Linked DNA regions of Gossypium hirsutum: region 2 is linked to region 1. The links are chromatin contacts, called in public Hi-C maps. All regions are on one chromosome and are shown on one strand. Each heading gives the region's core, a stretch centred on a gene start, on an enhancer-like site or on the middle of the called end of the contact. The rest is flanking DNA. Distances are from core to core; before and after follow the strand shown. Region 1 holds the start of LOC121203592 (transcription factor MYB34). Region 2 holds the start of LOC107948596.

The links. A called contact is a pair of places that touch in the nucleus more often than the background predicts.
Region 2: a Hi-C map of leaf shows a contact between it and region 1, with 3 times the contacts expected there. The contact joins the promoter of LOC107948596 here to the promoter of LOC121203592 in region 1. A contact is called at or near these places in 18 of 34 Hi-C or Micro-C datasets (anther, callus, fibers and 4 more).

Annotation. Positions count from the first base shown.
Region 1 is chrA03:18,485,351-18,488,550 of Gossypium_hirsutum_v2.1, forward strand. LOC121203592 (transcription factor MYB34) reads left to right here and starts at 1,612. Exons shown (of 3, transcript XM_041096780.1): 1 at 1,612-3,200. It overlaps LOC121219118 (a long non-coding RNA gene), which reads left to right. Exons shown (of 3, transcript XR_005915840.1): 3 at 1-1,278.
Region 2 is chrA03:18,626,830-18,630,029 of Gossypium_hirsutum_v2.1, forward strand. It overlaps LOC107948596, which reads left to right and starts at 1,430. Exons shown (of 20, transcript XM_016883210.2): 1 at 1,430-1,688; 2 at 1,803-1,872; 3 at 2,112-2,154; 4 at 2,716-2,793; 5 at 2,926-3,010; 6 at 3,103-3,185. The coding sequence starts at 1,568.

The sequences.
Region 1 (3,200 bases), core at 362-2,861:
TTCCTATTTTCTGTCGAGTTTCCAGCAGCCTCTAAAGTACTCCCAGATCTTTGACATCCCACACGATTTCTTCCCCAATCCCCTTCTCCTTCCTCACGGAGCCATACACTTTTCATAGCCAAAGCTCTTTGAGATTGAGCTCTTAAAGATAAATCCCATCCTATCTCAGCAATTTCCACTCCCAACGACATTTTTGCTTCACAGAAAGAATCACTATGTCCTAATTTACCGCAAAAAAAAAGCAAAAAAGTGATAAACGTTCATACCTAAAATGAACATATAAGCATTGTCCATTAAACATAAGCCTCTTCTTTCTTTTCAAAGAACGCCGAATGTCAACTTGGACTCTTATACGCATATAGTTACGGTTCTCCTTCCCCAAACTAGAGCCATCATACTCCATGAAGACCCCTATAAAGTTTCGAATTTGTGCTGCCAGGTTCTCAGAATAGAAGCCAATAGGGATATTATTAATTTGAACCCAAAAGGGAGAATAAATAAGAGGGACTTTTAGGGGATCTTCTCCCCACTGCAATTGATATAATAACAATAAATGATTATTGAAAGTCCAAGGAGAACCCTTTAACACCCTTTCCATATCCATAACATGAAAAAACTGAAACAAATACCTTTTTTTCTCCTAAATCTCGAATTTGAACACCCCTTACCGGATGCCACAGATTGCCCATGGTATTTTTCATTGCTTAAAGTGGATTGTACTAGCTGTCAAAAAACAACCCACTAACGTAGATACTCCCATCATCCTTTCTGCAGTTTGCTCAACTTGAAGTTGCAAGATCTCATCTTCCTCCTCATTAATTGTTAATCCAGCAAATTCTACCTCCATATTTTCCTAACAATTTCCTACCAATTACGAATGAGTATACCAAAATACTAATCAGAGAATCAAAAAGCAAATCATGCCGTTTGATTTGAACAAAGACTGAAAGAACAAAAAAACCTAAATTCTGCCAGAGAAAGCAGACAGAGACGTGCTAGGGTAGCAGACTATAGGGAGGAAGGAGAATTTACGTTCTACATATCACAGAATTAAGTATTGGAATAATTAACAAAGGTTGAGGCTTAAAATTCGTAAGTGTCTAAGATTGATTTTTGTTTTTCGTAAAATTCTATCCATATTTATTTTAATTTAAATTTCATCGTTTTTGTATAAAATTATTCTAGTTTAGAAAATTTTATATTAGTGATTCGAATGTAATAATTTTTTATATTGTAGTTGTACTCCTAACAAAATTACTAGTAATATACTTTCTTCGATTTTGGTATTGATAGAATCAGCTGTATCAGGCAATACTAATTATTATGCTTTCATGCCGATTATTGATATAAATTTTTTTATTTTTTAAATTAATTTATTTTTTTATATTTTTATATTTATATTTAAAATATATTAAATATGATTATTAAAATTTCATGGAAAATATGACCATTAAAATAAGTTATTAAACTTAATTAATATAATATTTTTAAACTATTTTTTATTTATATTTAAAAAATTAGATGTTAAATATATATAATTTTGTAAATCGAATTAAATCAATAATTTATATTATATATATCATTAAATTAGACTCTAAAATAAAATCATATTTAATTTAAATTTGGGCAATCCTTGTTTGATTTTTCTAATAACTTAAGCTAAGAGTTTATTTTTAAAAAAATTATAATTGCATTCACACTGTTGAAATAGATATAATTGCAATTAATCAATACAATGAATAACTAGATTAAGAAGCAAAATACATCTAACTTAAATTAAAATAATTCTCAAAGAACTCATTAAAATCTAGAACTTAAAATTGTTACTGTTTCTTTATTACCATTGGTGATGATTTAAGATAAAGAATTATTTTAAGAGTTTGTCTGTTTAGAATGTAATACCTCAATATTCGATCCGATTGTTAGGTTAAGGTATCAAAATATCATATTCTTTGTCAAAGTAATTATAGAAATTTCAGATTGATTTATCTTATTATTTGATTATTGAAGACCGTTTTACTCATTTTAGTAACAATTGAATTTATGAAATAACTATTTATGAGTTAAAGGATCTCATTAAAACATATATGATATTCAATCAAATATAACAAAATTTATAAAAATAACACAATTATTAAAGTTTTACAAATAAGTCCATTGGAGGACTTGCACTTTTAAAGTAGTTTACTCATTTTATGTATATTTCATATTTATTTCTAAATTGTTCCAATTAATTTAATTATTCATAAAATTTTAGCCAATATTCCAAAATCAAATCAATTAACAATTATTCATTTATTATTTTATCAATTCATTTAAACATTCTCACATGTATTAATCATTCCATCACTTATAACCATTTTGTAACATTTTAAATTCATCTACTATTTTTTCCTCCTCATCCTTTATGTATATATATTAGGATATTTAGTTTTTAGCATGACATGTTTATACGTAACATTAACTATAATTCAACTATTTACTTATGTGTTCATATCAAAGTTGTCCACTTGTGTCATAGTCACTAAATTATTTATATCTTGAGCTAAAGATTTCGAAATTAAGATTCGCTTGATGTTTTTGAAACTAGACTCAAATATATTTTTACCATAAAAATTTCAGAATTTTTACTTTATCCAACCAGTAAATTAAATTCTTCAAATTTGCCCCTATTCTGCTACTTGACAGCTTCGACCTTTCTTTACTAAAAATTAATTATCTCTTAGTACGGGGTTTAGATAATGTTTCTATTTTATTCTCTTGAAAATAGAATCATTAATAATTTAAACATATAAATTTAATCCCCTAATAATATATTTAAAATTTTTTATGATTTTCCAAACTCATAATACGAGGACTCGAATCCATTCTGACCTTATCCCACAACAAATAATATATCTCAAAATATAAAATTTCATTTCTTACATTGTTTCTTCCATGCAAAACTAGACTCAATAAGCTTTAGTTTCATATTTGATTCACCCTCTAAATCATTTCCTATTCTTTTTGGTGAATTTTCAAAATAGAGTCTCTACTGCTGTCTAAAACTATTTTTAGTAAATTTCTCTACTTTTCCATGGTTCTTTACATTACTTTCATTTAATCATACATAGTCATTATACCTTTATTTATATTCAATTTAATCACTCATATTTATGTGTAGACAGCATACTCATTCCTTAATATTAATACTTTTTACA
Region 2 (3,200 bases), core at 180-2,679, 140 kb after region 1:
CAGACATTTTCAAAAGCTTCAAAAATAAATTGCAGAACTCATTTCTGTTTCCATCTTGCTTTTACTTTAATCTTACTCCTCATTCTCTTCTACTCTCCATCAATTTCTAGAACATAATAAGAAAGAATAAAAATTCTTTTCTCAACACTTTCAACTCTTGACCAATTTCCAGAAGATAAAAAAAATTAAAACTAAAACTCGTTTCTTAATAATAGATCTGTAAAATTCTCTTCTACTCTCCATCAATTTCTAGAATATAACAAGAAAGAATAAAGATTTATTTCTCAATAGTTTCAACTCTCAATCAATTTCTAGAAGATAACAGAAAAACTAAAACTAAAACCCATTTTTTAATAATAGATCTATAAAATGTGATTTGGAGAGGGAAGCTTTCTTACTCATTTTTCTTACATATAACAGATAAATAAAGGGAAAAAGCAAGAAGATAAAAAAAGAATAAGCTTAAATTAGTGGCTTTTGGAGCAAGTGAAATAGTGGACAATGGCGCCACCGGTGGTGGACTGTCAGTAATTGATTCCATTTCATGTTAAGAGAAAAGATTAGATGAAGAAGATGAGTGGTTAAGAGTGATGATGAAGAAGATGAGAAGAGAAAAGATTAGATGAAGAAGATGAGAGAGAGGGACAATAAAAAAAAGATTAAATTTTTTATAATTAGGTGGGTGTTAAATCAATTTTAAAAATAATTTTTTTAAATATAAATACATGAATTTTTATATAGTACCATATACAAAATACCCAAAAGAAATTTTCAACAAATTAATATTTGAAATATAATTTATAAAAATATCTCTTGATATTAATTTTTACCATAATATTCTTATTTTATTTGTAAATATAATTAATTTAGATATGCAAAATATGTATCAATAAAATAAATAAATAATAATTTATCTAGTTTAAGGGTTATAATATGTATTAATTCATATTTTAGGTAAAATTTTACTAAAAATTATATTAAGAATGTTATTAAATTATATAATTTTATTTTTATTTAATTATATTTAGTAATAATTATATTAAAACATGATTAAATTATTTATTATTTTAATTATAATCTTAATAAAATTTAATAACGATAATTATGTACTTAAAAAAATCTATTAAAGGTACTCTAGTTATTTTTGCCTATTTTCTTATATTATTACAATATCATTTCATTGAATCAAATATAAAAATATCATTATAATTTTATTCCATTTCATTCAATCAAACAACTAAATTACTAATTATAACTCTATTCTTTCGTAATTCTATTGCATTAGAGCCAACCAGAGTTCACTTATTTTGGTTTAATGTATAAGAAATCTGCTTTAATCAGAATCTTTATCCTAGCCAATGATCTTACGCCACGCGTTTAATTTCACGTGCCGCTTAGATACTGCAGTTTACATAATTGTAATCGACGACTAAAAGAATTTGCTTTTTGTACTTCACTTTTTTCCTTTGTCGCTTTGGCACTTCAAACATTCAAAACTCGCTTGCTCGGCAGTGATCTCTCAGTCTCTCTCTGAAGAAACCAGAGGAATCATCGGCGAAATCGAGCGATGGCCGGAGATTCTGCGACGAAAATCAAAGCCTATGCGGTGCCTGCGGTTCTATTCTCTCTTTCCATGTTATATCAGCTCGTTCTTCTCCCTCGTGCCTTTCCCCCTTCTCATTACGATGGTGAGTCCCAACTGTGTATATATATTCGTATTTTTATCAGTATATTGGACTTTGTTGCTGGAATTTTTTGGTTTAAGAAGTATAGTGATTTTTAACTTATTAAATGAGTGGTAGTTTTGGGATTAAAGACATATTGTTCAATGGAAGAAGTGAAAGAGGCGTACGAGAATCTTGAATCCAAATGGTAATTCTTCAATTTCTTTCTACTTAAATTTTTACAATCTTTTTTTAGATTGAAAGAAAAGATTGAAGAGGTTAACATATTGATTATCTCAAAATAAATAAATATGAAATATAATATATTATGACGTTTCAAAATATATGAATATCACACGGATATACGAATTGCCAGGCTTTGATTAATTTGTTGGTTTTCGGACTTTACCATTTCTTGTTCGCATGTCTTCAATCGTATTGTTTCAGGAATTCAGGACTGGAAATTCCTACTACCACTGAATTTATCAAGGTCGGTTAGTTAAACTTCTTTCTTCAATTTTATTTACTTATTTGTTTTCTTTGTTTCTGCAAAAAAAAAAAAAGAATAAGAAGAAGTTAATTCTGTTTTTTAGCAATTTATTGCTCCTAGCATTTTGAATTATTAATAGTTACGTTACTTTCTTTGCTGCCTCACTACTTGCATTTTGCTTGCGGAAGTACAAAAGAAAAAAAATTGCATATCATACATGAGTAAATACTAATATTTCTGAAGAATTTAGAGGATGTACTCCATCGGTTTACAACCATTATGCTAGAATTAATGTAGCTTCTTTGCCATTTGGTAAATTTTAATCAATTACCATCAACTATGATTTATTTTCAACCATTTGTTTTTAAGTAACTTTTTCTAAGACACAGAAAGCAAGCAGAAAAAGCAACAATCGCATGTAGTTTTAACATTGCTCCTCCATGATTAGATGAAGTCACATTTAGCCTTAGCTAAATGAACATCGTAGGCCATTATTGAAGATGCTGAGGTCAAATTATATAGTAATTCCATGAGTATATGGTGTTTATCATCTTGTTGCAGATTCGGTATGCTTATGAGCTTTTGACAAATCCCATATGGAAAAGGAATTATGATGTATTTGGAATTAATGAGCAAGATGTAAGTATTTCTCTGCAACCTACTTGCTGTCCATAGTTTTATCTCCTGGAATCATCTCCAAGAGAGAGGGAGAGAAAGATAGCCTGGGTTTTGTATTATTTTATTGAAGGGTTTTACTCCCATGGTCTGCAGCATGTTCTGGAAAAACTCAGCCAACAATATGCAGGGGAAAAGTTCTCTAACATAGCACTCCCATTACTGCGTACTGTTGCTTCTGGTATTGAAATTTTGAATCTTTACATTTTTTTCCCCCATACTATGAAAGCTTTAAAAGTTAATGTGAAGCCAAAGAATGGGCACTTCCTGCAGATACTGGAGATGATGCTTTTAATGTTATTACTTCCAAGGAGTTTCAGTCTATGTTTCAAGATTCCAAACCATGGTTACTTCAGGTACATACAACCATT